2 separate regions of the Sus scrofa genome follow, and region 1 is linked to region 2. A link is a contact called in public Hi-C data. All regions are on one chromosome and are shown on one strand. The core of a region is the stretch at or near the end of the contact, and the rest is flanking DNA. Distances in the headings are between cores, read along the strand shown. Region 1 holds the start of ACBD7 (acyl-CoA-binding domain-containing protein 7). Region 2 holds the start of FAM171A1 (protein FAM171A1).

Region 1 (6,759 bases), core at 2,801-5,300, 290 kb after region 2:
TCCGTTCTCTGTAATTTATTCCAGAATACAAAAAACAAGAGGATGCTTTCCCAGCTTGTTTTATGTGCTAGGGTGATGGTGATACTAAAAATCAGAAGAAAACTTCCCAATCTGAGAGAAGGAAGTTAGAAACGAACCTCACTCTCATAAGCATGATGCAAAAACCAAAAACCAAAAAACCCCGCAAACAAACAAGCAAACCAAAAACCACCTCAAAATATAGCCAACAATTCAGCAATGTATTTGGGGAAAAAAAAGACATCAAGATCAAGTTGAGATTAATAGGAAGGCAGGGTTGGTTTAACAATTGAAAATCAATGTAAGGCAGCCCTTTAAAAGATGAAAGGAGAAAGAAGCATAATACGTTCATCCCAATAGAGACACAAAGAAGCTTTGGATGAAATTCTACACCCATTCATGAAAACAACCTTACCAAAATACAAATAGGAAGGAACTTTTCGTTAGCTTGGTAAAACATTTAATATCTACCAAAATAAAACCACTGCAGTAAATATCACATTTAATGCCGAAACACTGAATGCATTACATTTAAGGAACCAGATTAGAGTGTCCATTATTATGACTCCTGCTTTTTATTATAGGAGAGGCCCCAGCTAGTACAGAGAGGCAAGGAACAGAAATGTGTGAGGAGTGGAAAGGAAGAAACGAAGCTGTCATCATCCATAAATGCTCTGCTATAGAGAAAACACAAAATAATTTACTGAAAAATAAAAGATTTATCAAGGCTGCTGGATCAAGTCAATGTACAAAAATCAATTCCCTGGAGTTCCTGTCGTGGCTCACTGGTTAGCGAACCCGACTAGTATCCCTGAGGAAGTGGGTTTGATCCCTGGCCTTGCTTAGTGGGTTAAGGATCTGGCACTGCCGTGAGCTGTGGTGTAAGTCCCAGACTCTGCTTGGAATCTGAGTTGCTGTGGCTGTGACATAGGCCAGTGGCCACAGCTCGATTTTACCTGTAGCCTGGGAACCTCCATATGCTGCGAGTGTGGCCCTAAAAGACAAAAAGACCAAACAAACAAACAAACAAATTCCCTTTATCAGCTTCAAGCAGATAAACAATGAAAATTTTTAAAAGATGCCATCTACAGCATCATCACAAAATATAGTTATTTAGAAATAAATCTATCAAAGATGTGTACAATATTTAATTGGGGAAAACCTGGGCACTTTCTCAAAATAATAAGACACCAAGTTGAAAAATATACGTAGGAGTTATGAATAGTAAATCTTTGTCATAAAGATATCAGCCTCTCGAGTTCCCACTGTGGTGCAGAAATTAAAGGTCCCACATTGTCTGTGTGGTGGCTCAGGACACTGTTAAGGCATGGGTTTGATCTCCAGCCTGGCACAGTGGGTTAAGAATCTGATGTTGTCACAGCAGTGGCTCAGATTCGATCCCTTGCCTGGGAATTTCCATATGCTGAAGGTGCAGCCATTAAGAAAAAAAAAAAATCAACCTCCCCGCCATCCCTCACCCCCAAATTGATGTTGTGTTTCAATGCAATGCCAAGAGAAATTCAAGAGTTTTCTTCTAGGGAACTTGACTTATGGATGTTAAAATGTATATGGAAGAGCAAAGTGCCGACGTCAACCCTTCTTGAAGAAGAACAAAGTTGGGAGGCTTTCATGATGAAGACAGTGAGATGTAGGTGGGGGGATAAGCAAAAGGAGAGCCCCAAACTATTCTAACTATTCCACATTGTCCCCTGTGTTTTCTTCTAAACCCACTCTCATCAGGCTTGGCTTCCACGACTGCATTGAAACTTCCCACTAGGTCATCTGTGATCTTGACAACGTTAATGCTCAGCCCTCGTCTAACCTAACATACTTTCTTGCTCGTTAACCGTGCTCTCTTGGTTTTTCCTCTTACCTCAATAATCACTGTCTCCTTCACTCCCTCTTCCTCTGCCCATATATACGTGTGTATGTGTGCATACCGGTTTATAATCAATATTTAATAACATAGCAAAAAAAAGAAAGAACTTGATTGTTTAATTCGACTCACTCCCTAAAGTTTCCACAAAGCCACGTTTTCCCTCTACCCAGTGTATTATTATCGTTGGCTAGAAGACATCAACGATTCCACTGTCTCTTCTTTCTTTTTGCTCTTGAGACAGGACCCCCTTGGCTCTGGCATTCAGTTGAGAGATGGCAACTCAAGAGAAGAACATGTTTTGAAAAGAGTTCTTGGGAGTTCCTGTTGTGGCTCAGTGGTAACGAACCTGACTAGGATCCATGAGGATTCAGGTTTGATCTCTGCCTCTCTCAGTGGGTTAAGGATCCCGCGTTGCCGTGAGCTGTGGTGTAGGTCACAGATGCCACTGGGATCTGGTGTTGCTGTGGCTGGGGTGTAGGCCAGCAGCTGCAGCTCTGATTCAACCCCTAGCTTGGGAACTTCCATATGCTTCGGGTATAGTCCTTAAAAAAAAGAAAGAAAGAAAAGAAAAGAAAAAGAAAGAAAAAAAAGGAAAGCGTTCTTAAAAGAACATTTTAGACTTAGAGAATAAAACAGCCCAGTGCAGCTTCTCTCTTCCCTCCGCTTGATTTCTTATAAAGACTGTCATGCCAGGATGTCTCGGCTGCAGATACTCAGGGCTTCTGGACCTCATTGCAGTATTTCCCTGCTGACACAGTGACAAAAAAGACCTTCCCTGTTAGAGCACTCACTGTTCAGAACCTACCATTTCCTTTGTGCCTTAGAGTGAGTTTCCCATCACTGGGAAATTAAAAAAAAAAAAATCCTGCCCAGTAAATTTTTCTAACATTTGCTTTTTGTTCCTTATTTTGGAAACATTCATTTAACCAGGAAAATATTTTCTAGGAGAAAAAAAAATTTTTAAGGGGGGGATTTCCAAGAAAACGTAGCATTTTTTTCCTCTTTCTTTCCTTCCTTCCTCCCTTCATTCATTCATTCATTCATTTTGCTTTTTAGGGCCACACCTGAGGCATATGGCTGTTCCCAGGCTAGGGATTCAATCACAGCTACACCTGCTGGCCTCGGCCACAGCCACAGCAATGCACTATCCCAGCTGAGACTGCGATCTACACCACAGTTCACTTCAGTGCCGGATCCTTAACCCACTGAGCGAGGCCAGGGATCGAACCTGTATCCTTAGGGGTACCAGTCAGGTTTGTTACCGCTGAGCCACAACGGGAACTCCTAGCAAATATTTTTAAAGTGTAATTTTATGCAAAAACAAGCTAAGAAGTTTCCAGGCCTTGAATTGCTGTACGGTGTTGTATGGTCAGACATTTCAAATCAGTAACTTAAAACCGAATTTGCAATTTCTTCGTCACCAGCTTCTATTAAAGAAATCTTAAAGATTTCTCCTCAGATGACCAAAAAATGCTGTTCCAGTTCTTTGAAAATTTAATCAAATGTGAATCACAACCCCATTTGCTGCATATTTGGAGGAGTGACATTGGGCTGTTCCCTTGGAGAATGGGTTCAAATTGAAGAGGCGAGTAGTCCTGTGATTTTACCCTAATTGAAAATTTCGGGTGGTTGCAGCACGTGTTCAGAATTAAGGGACCTTGTTTTATAAAGAGGAGAAAAGACGCGAACTACCATCCTTTTCATTCTTGATGCGCTGTGTCTAGAGACTGGTAGAGTGACAAGGGCGGTCTGAATAAACGCTCTCTACGGTCCAGGTTTCCAGGAATAACATGCAGAGGACAGAGGTATATATGAAAAGGAATCCCAAATGAGGTCCATGCCCTGGGGAGATCTCTCTGGATGTCCTGTGAACAACCTCTTCAGAAAAATCTCCAAGGACGGAGAGGAACTCATTTAAATTCCCAACCCCTCGCCTTGCCAGTTGCAACCTAGCTGGCTGCTGACACCACCCGCACTCCCTGCGCTGCGAGTTTCTGGAGGAAGACCTCGGGCCCGAAGGGCAGGGCGGGTGCCACTCACCGCCTAGCCCCGCCCTCCCGTACCAGAGACCAATGGAAGCTGGGGGGGCATGGGAGCGCGGCCAATGGGAGCTGGCGGGCGGAGGCGGGCTTCCCTTTAAGAAGAGGCGGGGCATCGGGTCTGGGGAATCCTGCGTCTGGAGTGCCGGGAGGGTCCGGTGCAGCCGTCATGTCCCTGCAGGTGAGCTGGGGTTGTGCAGGCTGCAGGGTGGGAGCAACTTCCCCGGAGAGAAACTCTCGAGAGGGGCGTGGGGTCAGTGTCACTCCCTCCCCGGGCAATGCGGCACGTCTCGGTCTCAGCACCCGGGCAGCCGCAGCCGGGGATCCTCGATCCCGTCGGCGGTGACTCCGAGACAAGCCCACCCCTTCGCTAGCGCACCCATTGCGGGTAGTTGGCGAGGGTACCAGCTGTTGACGACGAGCCACACTTCCCATGGCAACTCTGAACCCTGGGGAGTGGTTAGACGCACAGCAGGCACCGCCCTGGGGAGGGATTGCGCCAGGCTGCTCGGAGGGAGCACACCAGCTCTGCTCCGCCCGACCCTCCCATCCTGGAGAGGGAGGTCAGGGCTGTTTCGATCTCACCCGCTCCACTTGCTCCTTGGTTCGTCCAGTATCTCTCCCAGGCAAGGATCTGTGAAGCCACAATTTAAAAACACTGTTTTTCGGGGATTCCCGTCGTGGCTCAGAGGAAACGAATCTGACTAGCATCCATGAGGACGCAAGTTCGATCGCTGGCCTTGCTCACTGGGTTAAGGATCTGGCATTGCTATGAGCTATGGTGTAGGTCCTAGGAGATACCGCTGGGATCTCGAGTCGCTGAGGCTTATCGTGTAGGCTGGCAGCTGTAGCTCCGATTGGACCCCTAGTCTTGGAATTTCCATATGCCGCAGGTCGCGCCCTAAAAAGATAAAAATAAACTCACAAGTACTGTTCTTCTGATCTGTGAGGAAATACATGTTCAGGGTGGAAATTTGGGGAAAAGAATTCCTTCACTCAGGTGATAACCACTCTAGTAACCCTCTCTTGAATGTTCGAGAAATGTGTATGTGCGAATGTGGGTGTATATTTCGTGTTTGTATAGTTTATGTAGTTATAGTTTATATAGTTTGGCTCTTTTGATCTTGTATTATGAGTGTTTTGTCATCACTAAATACTCAAATACTTTTTGTAAATGTCTGCATTGGGTGTATGGCAGGATGCGTCCAATGTGAGTGTCCGTAGTGACACCAAGGTCACTTCTGCACCAGGCAGTGGGGTCGGGCCTTGTGGTAAAAATATAAACAGGAGAGGGTTTGAGGAGAGGCCCTAAGGCAGTGTGTTTTGAAGAACCTCATGCACACTCGCGCAGGAATCAAGTCCGCACCCGTTCAGCTGGGCTGTGTGGGACTCAGCTCCAGGAGAGTCACTCAGCAGAGTCTGAAATTTCTCACCCAAAGCAGCAAGCCCAGCTCTGCAGAGCCCAGGAACATTATCAGACTTCCCTTTGGCCCAGAATGCTTGGAGTGAAATGTAAATAATTCTACCTTTAAAACTGTTTGTCGGAGTTCCCGTTGAGGCTCGGGGTCAACGAATCCGACTAGAACCATGAGGTTGGGTTTGATCCCTGCCCTTGCTCAGTGGGTTAAGGATCTGCCATTGCCGTGAGCTGTGGTATAGGTGCAGACCGGCTCGATCCCAGTTGCTGTGGCTCTGGCCTAGGCCGGTGGCTACAGCTCTGATAGACCCCTAGCCTGGGAACCTCCATATGCTGTGGGAGCAGCCCTAGAAAAGGCAAAAACACCAAAAAAAAAAAAAAAAAAAAAAAAACTATTTCTCACCTATGATAACTTTCAGACCCTCCTGATACCCACTGACTCATTCATTCATTCATTCAACAAGGGCTTGGGTGGCCTCTACCACCTGCCAGGGCTCTGTGAGGCAAGGCTCTTGCTACCAAGATGAAAGTTGATGCCTGTCCTCTTTTATGGAATAAAGAAATATATTTCCACCAGCCTTTGTGCTGAACTCTAATAATGGTGTCAGTGCTGCCTGGAACCCCCTTTCCTGCCCCTGCCCATCTCCCATGTGCTGACCCCACCTCAGCTCAGCACCATCTCCTCTGAGAAGGCTTTTTCCACGGCTGCTGCTACTCCCTCCTCTGTGATCCCAGAGCACCCACTGCTCCTCCACAGAGCCAGTATCACATGACCATGGTGACCTGCTCATCTCTCACTAGATCCGAGCTTTGGGAGAGCCGGCCACCCTGTCTTCCCCCTGTCTGCTCAGCCAAGGCCTGGCCATCAGAGCTGTTCAAAACAGGTTGAATAGTATGATGTATGTGATGAGCTCTGAGGGGCAGATCAACAGAATGAAATCAAGTTTATTTACATTCTTGGAGTTTCTACTGTGGCTCAGCAGGTTAACGGTCTGGCAATGTCACAGCTGTGGCATAGGTCACAGCTGCAGCTCGAATTTGATCCCTGGGCTGGGAACTTCCATATGCTGTGGGCGTGCCCCCAATTTTTTTTACATGCTTTTTTCATAAAGTTTTATTGAAGTATATTTGATTTACAATGTTGTGATAATTTCTGCGGTACAACAAAGTGATTCAGTCATACATGGACACACATCCATTCTCTTTCAGATTCTTTTCCCGCATAGATGATCACAGAATATGGGTAGAGTTCTCTGTGCTCTAGAGCAGGTCCCCATTGGCCACTCATTCCATATACCTCAGTTCTCATATGCCAGTCCCAAACCCCCAGTCCATCCCCCCACCCCCCAACCTGTCCCCTTTGGTAACCATAAGTTTGTTTTCAAAGTCTGTGAGTCTGCCTCTTT
Region 2 (5,893 bases), core at 3,370-5,869:
CCAGAATACAGCCCCTCAGATGGCTCTGAGGGACCCTTCTGAAGAGGTAAGAGAGAAGCCAGGATATATAGTTTTTGCAAAAAAGAAACAAACAAGCAAAACCAAACCAAACCAAAACAAACCCAAACCAGACAGTTGGAACCTCAAGAGGTTACTATTAAGAAAAACCAGGAGTTCCCTTGTGGCACAGTGAAATAAGGATCTGGCATTGTTGCCACAGCGGCCAGGGTCACTGCTATGGCTTGGCTTCAACCCCTGGCCTGGTTCTTTCATATGCTTCGAGTACAGCCAAAAAGAAAAAGAAAAAAGAACACTCTCAATAAATTTAGCACTTTTCTATGTATGGGCAAACGCAAGAATCTGAACCCTTGGAAATCTCTTCGATATGAACCATAACCACGGAGGGCCTGTATCCTGTTTTTCTCCATCCTGAATCCCCTTGGGGCACACAACTGGGGGCGGCTGCAGTGGCTGAGGGCTGCAACATCCTTTGTTTACTGATGTGGCAGGTGACATTCTTAGTCCACCGAAGCTGACTTTTCTGCTTTCCTTGAGCCCTCCTTGACCATATGACAGTAATTCAAAGACCAGTACAGGGTAGAACTGGAAGATTTTTCAGGCAACTGGCTTCTCCAGTAGCCACCAGCCTCTGAATATCCTTTCCAATGGCCACCACCTATGGATGCATCTCAGACTTGTCTGGTGACTCTGCGGCGTGCAAAGAACAGCCACCCAGGAGACTGCCATCACACCACCAGAGGTTCACTCCTTTAGGTTAGTGCACATTTGCACCAAAGAAGATCTCGTTAGAAAGTCACATGGATTGACACGGGTGTGACTCAGGAATAAAAGGGAAAGCGGAAGCATTAGGGTTAATAGAACACATCGATTCCTTTCAAGTCAACTCTTCACCTTTTTTCTTTTTCTTTTCCAAATGGATAGCCAACAGGTTCTGGGAAAAAAAAGAAAAAAAGAAAAAAGAAAAAAGCTGGACCTTTCCAATTTCCAGCTCTGGCTACATTTTATCTAACTTTAATAAAAGCTTCAGCAAACACGATTTGGAATGTCCATGACACACTTCCTGATCTGGACTGAACCTCATGCTCAGTTTGTTGATCACAGGCAGTTTCTTGCTTGGAGGGAGGTGGGTGGAGGGGGCAGAGGGGCAAGAGGAGAAAGGAGAGAGGGAAGGACAATGCCTCTTGAAATAAATTCAGACAATTAAAATTCCACCACGCGGGCCCCAGCAGCAGAAAAGATTTCAACAGCAGGAATAATCTTGGGCTAAGAAACTTTGACACAGAGCCTCTGACATCAAGGTCTCTGGAAAAACTCAGCCGGGAAAAGTTCTGTATATGGCATCAGTGCTTTTGGCAGAGAACTCGAAAATTGAAATGAAATGCGCAGTCAGGCAACTTCTAAGCAATTTCAAGTAAGTGCAGTCATAATTCATCTTCAGTCAAACAATGTGAGGTTTTAATAAGAGCAACAGGAAAAGTTCTAGAAGGAAAGAACACTCCTCATTTCCATTGTTCTGCAGAGAACACTCCCTCTCAAACAGAATTTTTTTTTCCCCACAGCTACTAAGTAGGAGTCTGGTTATGGAAACATGAGAAAAGGTAAACTGAATTCTTTTATTCCAGTTGAGAAGGGTGATTATTTAATTCTTACATAATTCTGGGCAGATGACAGGCAATATACTAGTTATGTGATTTTGCAGAATCTGTGCCTTCTGAGCCTCCCACCGAGGTAGCTGGAAAACAACCATGAGAGGAGGAAAGCTCATGGGGGCCTGCGCTCTCTTCTTGGCTTTGAGATGGTGCACTGTGCAAAGTATCTGCAAAATCAGCCCAGGCTGGTTGTTCTGAAATTATTTACACAAGCCTCAGTGTTGCTCTCAAGGTGTAGAAACTGCTCCTAAAGTGCTATGTCATCCACAGAACTTGTTACACACACACAACCATTGTCTGGAGCATCTGTAAGCCCTGACTGTGACCCAAACTTGGTTAGACTTATCAATCAGTGTTTACTTAGACTTGTTTCATTCTGAAAAGTTCTAGAACTTTATACTAGAATAGATAAGTAATCTGCAATTCCAGTGTTTGAGGTGAAGAATAAAGCTTGGGCAGGGGGAAAGGGTATAGACAAAGTTTTTTTGCTTTTTTAAAAATTTTATTTTGAATAATTATAAACTCACAAGAAGTTTCAAAAACAGTGCAGAGGGATCCCTTATACCCTGCACCCAATCTCCCCCAGCTTTCCCCAGATGTAACGTCTTATATAACTATAGTACATTATCAAATCCAGGAAATTGACATTGGCCCAATACCATTCATAAGACCTTACTGGGATTAGAACCGGCTTTTAAATTTTTTTATTTATTTTATTTTTTATGGCTGCACCCATGGCATATGGAAGTTCCCAGGCCAGGAACTGAATCCGAGCCACAACTGTGAACTATGAGGTGCACCAACGTCGGATCCTTCAACCCCCTGAGCCAGGCCATAAATTGGACCCACTTGAATGCATCGACCTTAGTTGCTGCAGTTGGATTCTTAACCCACTGCATCACAGTGGGAACTCCCTAGAAACAGCTTTTAAAACAATTTGGACACAGCTAGAGGTAACCTGAATCATTTGCATGAAATTTATTCTTGGAGATAACCTGGTATAGGGACTTTGAATTTGCTGTTAGGAAACCCAGATGTTATGGGCAAATTATTTGTCAAAGAGCCTCAGTTTGTTCAGCTGTAAAATAGGAATAATAACACTACCCAAGTAAGTTGTTATAAGGAAGGATCTCCAGTCCAGGGAGAGTGACATATGATTAGGAACTCCAAATATAATAGTGTCTTCATGAGACCTAACACTTCAGTTCTCAGGATTTTGTAGGAGTCCCAGGTCATCTCCCAATAACCTGGTTCTCAGTTGTTATCATTCATTTTTTTTGCTCAGGCTAGTCCTGTCTTATAATCAACATCCCTGACAAAGGCATATCCTCAAAAGATAGGAAGTGAGCAAGTTCAACTCCAGGATGGGTCTCATGTCACTTCTCTTGAGAAGCCCCTCTACCCCAAGAAAGTGACTTGAAAACTCTGCGACTGCCCCTCTCCCAAAGCCGCCACGCAGTAAGCTGGCTGGCCCGGACCCTCTGCTCCAGTGGGCAGGAACCCAAACTGGGATTGAGGTCTGACTGATCTGGATGGCCATCTCATATGCTTCCCTCTCCTGGCTCTGATGTGGACCCTGGAATTACCCTAAGGCTTTGATGCTGGAAGTCAGAAGGAGGCGGTTATCAGGCAGTCCCTAACTGTGGGTTTTCTTTTCTATCTTCCTGACTACCTGACACCCTGTGCAGGTGCACAATTTGCACAAATTGCAGCATTGGTCCTGAGGCTGTGGCTAACACCCACATCGGCTTCTCCTCCTCCTGGTTTTATTGTATCTCACAATGATTTGTCTATAATAAGCCAACTGGGCAAGCGCCATCCTTCATTCTCTTTTTGGTACAGTGCCTGCCATGACTTAATGTCCAATTAATAAAATTACAGTAATAACCCTCCTCTGGCCTAGCGTTCTGGAGGCAGCACCCGGCCTCTGCTGCTGGAAATATCTGGATTCCCCCAGAAATCCCCTGGCCTGGAGTCTGTCGCAGAGGTCGCAAGGTCCCTGCAGTGCTGATTGGTCGAGAAGGTGGCAAGAAACATGGGACTGAGGGTGGTACCAGAAAGGCACAAACAAGATCGGGTTAAGGAAGGGAAGTTTGAGGGTGTGAGGTACTTGGCTCAAAGGAAGCCTGAGGTTTGGGTGAAGAGCTTCAACCCCCGGGACCAGAATGATTGTTTTATTCCTCTGTCACCCACCAGTTATGAGCTAAGGACAAATTTTCCTATGATTTTCTCACCTCTTAGTGGGGAGAGCAACACCCATCTCTGAGATCATATATTATGAAGACAAAATGAAAGAGAAAAAGTATTTAGGGCCTCAGTAAACGTAAATTTCCTCCCTTTCCTCCTTCCCAACCTTCTAGATCCAAGGACAAATATCCAAGGACAGCTCAACACAGAGAAGTTCACCTGTCTACACTCAAGCACCAAGGGTCGCCTACAGTTTACATGAACTGGGGGACTGCTCCTGGGTGCCAAGTCCTCCCAGGGGTCATGGGTGGATTGGGCCGGGAAGAGCGGCAGGATGGGCTTCTCCCGCAAAAAACCGAGCAAGGTCATATGTAACCTCGGTGCCACCTGAGGACCATGAGTTAACTAGGTGCGAGTGTATCGGGCTAAAGACTAGTGTTGTCACTCCACAGCGGTCGGGGCTGGGGGCTGCAGAGCTGTCTGGTAGCCAACGTGGCAGTCACTGCTAGTGGGTGGCCGGCGGGCGCGCGGGGCGACCCCGAGGGGGTGGCTGCGCTGGCAGGCGGGGCGCGCGGCCGCCAGGTGGCACCACGGCCCGGGGCCTGGGCGTCGCGGCGGGCGGGGCGGGGTGCGGGGTGGGGGCACGAAGGGGTTAAGGAGGCGGCGGCGGCGGCGGCGGCGGCGGCTCTTCGGGGAAACCCACCGGGGCGCGCGGAGGCGGGAGCGGCCGTGGGCTGCGGGGCCCGGCGCCGCGCCGGGCGGGGGCGCGGCCAATCGGGCGGCGGGCCCGGCGCGCGCGGAGCCAGGCGACATGGAGGGAGGCGCGGCGGTCGGCCGCCCCTGACGCGCCGCTCCGAGCCGGTGGTCGGCCAGCCCGCGCCGCCCGGGGCCCTGCGGTGCGGAGATGAGCAGGTCGACGGCGCTCCTGCTCTGCCTGCTGGGCTGCAACGTGTGGAAGGCGGTGACCAAGACGCTGCGGGAGCCTGGCGCCGGAGCCCAAGGTCGGTGCGCGACGGCGGCGGGCCCGGGAGGCGCGAGGGCCGGCGGCGGCAGGCTTTGTGTCGGCCGCGGGCCTGCGGCGGAGGCGGCGAGGCTGCCGGGCGGCATTGTGTCGCTGCGGTGGTGGCCGGAGCCCGAGCCCGAGTCGCCGCCGCGGGGCCTGCGGCCCTAGCGCCGCGCTCCCGAGGGGGCGGCGCCGCCTGGGGACGCCGAGATTCCCCGGGCGGATGTTCCCGGGGGGCCGTGGGCCGCTGGTGGTGTAGGTGGCATCAGCTTTTGCCGCCTCGGGTAGCTGGTTTGGATGCAGCCGAAGGTCCTTTATGCGCGACGCAGACACGCGGCTCCATCTCCTTTGCCCGGGCGAGAGCGGCTGCCCCCCGGGTTGCCGTCGCCCGCTTCCCCCCGCCGCCACCTCCCAGGACTCGGATCGTCGAAGCCAGATTGCAGAGGCTGCGCTCGGCCCTTTTGTTGCGGCGGCCGAGAAGGTGGCCGCCGCCCCTGGGGTGCCCCCTGCGCCCCGGGACCCCAGGTCTGCGGCCGCTGCCCGCCTCCAGCCGGCCGCAGTTTGGGAAAGTTTCGGGGTCTCCTCCTCCTCCTTATCCGGAGTCTTTTCCAGGCCTTAAGGGATTTGCTTGGCGGCCCAGGAGTCATCCCCGAAAGAGGAGAAAGAATTGGAAGTGGGAGGCCCTAATCAATTTAAAACACACGAAAATCATTTCCTGGGCTGTATGTCGCCAGCTCGTGCCTTTTGTCTAATCTTTGGCCTCTTCAAATCTGCTTTCCAGCCCAGGGAGGAATGTGGTCGCCTCTGAGAATGGCCACGAGCCTGTCTTTTGTTTTTAAAATGAGAATTTATTGCGGGGGAAGCCCCAAAGCTTCCTTTGCACGCATTTGTGGGCTCTAGATGGAGGGCTGCTCTGTTGCCTGGCTTTTCAAAAGGGTGAGTGAGGGAGGCCCCCGCAGATTAACATTTGGCATCCACCCAGGACACCAGTGCCCGGACTCCCTGGGCCTCTCTGCTCTCCCGGGAGGGTTTC

What was found. A called contact is a pair of places that touch in the nucleus more often than the background predicts.
Region 1: a Hi-C map of fetal skeletal muscle shows a contact between it and region 2, with 2.4 times the contacts expected there. The contact joins the promoter of ACBD7 here to the promoter of FAM171A1 in region 2. A contact is called at or near these places in 1 of 5 promoter capture datasets (liver) and 2 of 47 Hi-C or Micro-C datasets (embryonic fibroblasts and fetal skeletal muscle).

The regions. Positions count from the first base shown.
Region 1 is chr10:46,736,520-46,743,278 of Sscrofa11.1, forward strand. It overlaps ACBD7 (acyl-CoA-binding domain-containing protein 7), which reads left to right and starts at 4,051. Exons shown (of 4, transcript XM_003357745.4): 1 at 4,051-4,117. The coding sequence starts at 4,106.
Region 2 is chr10:46,445,162-46,451,054 of Sscrofa11.1, forward strand. It overlaps FAM171A1 (protein FAM171A1), which reads left to right and starts at 4,620. Exons shown (of 8, transcript XM_003130736.6): 1 at 4,620-4,858. The coding sequence starts at 4,762.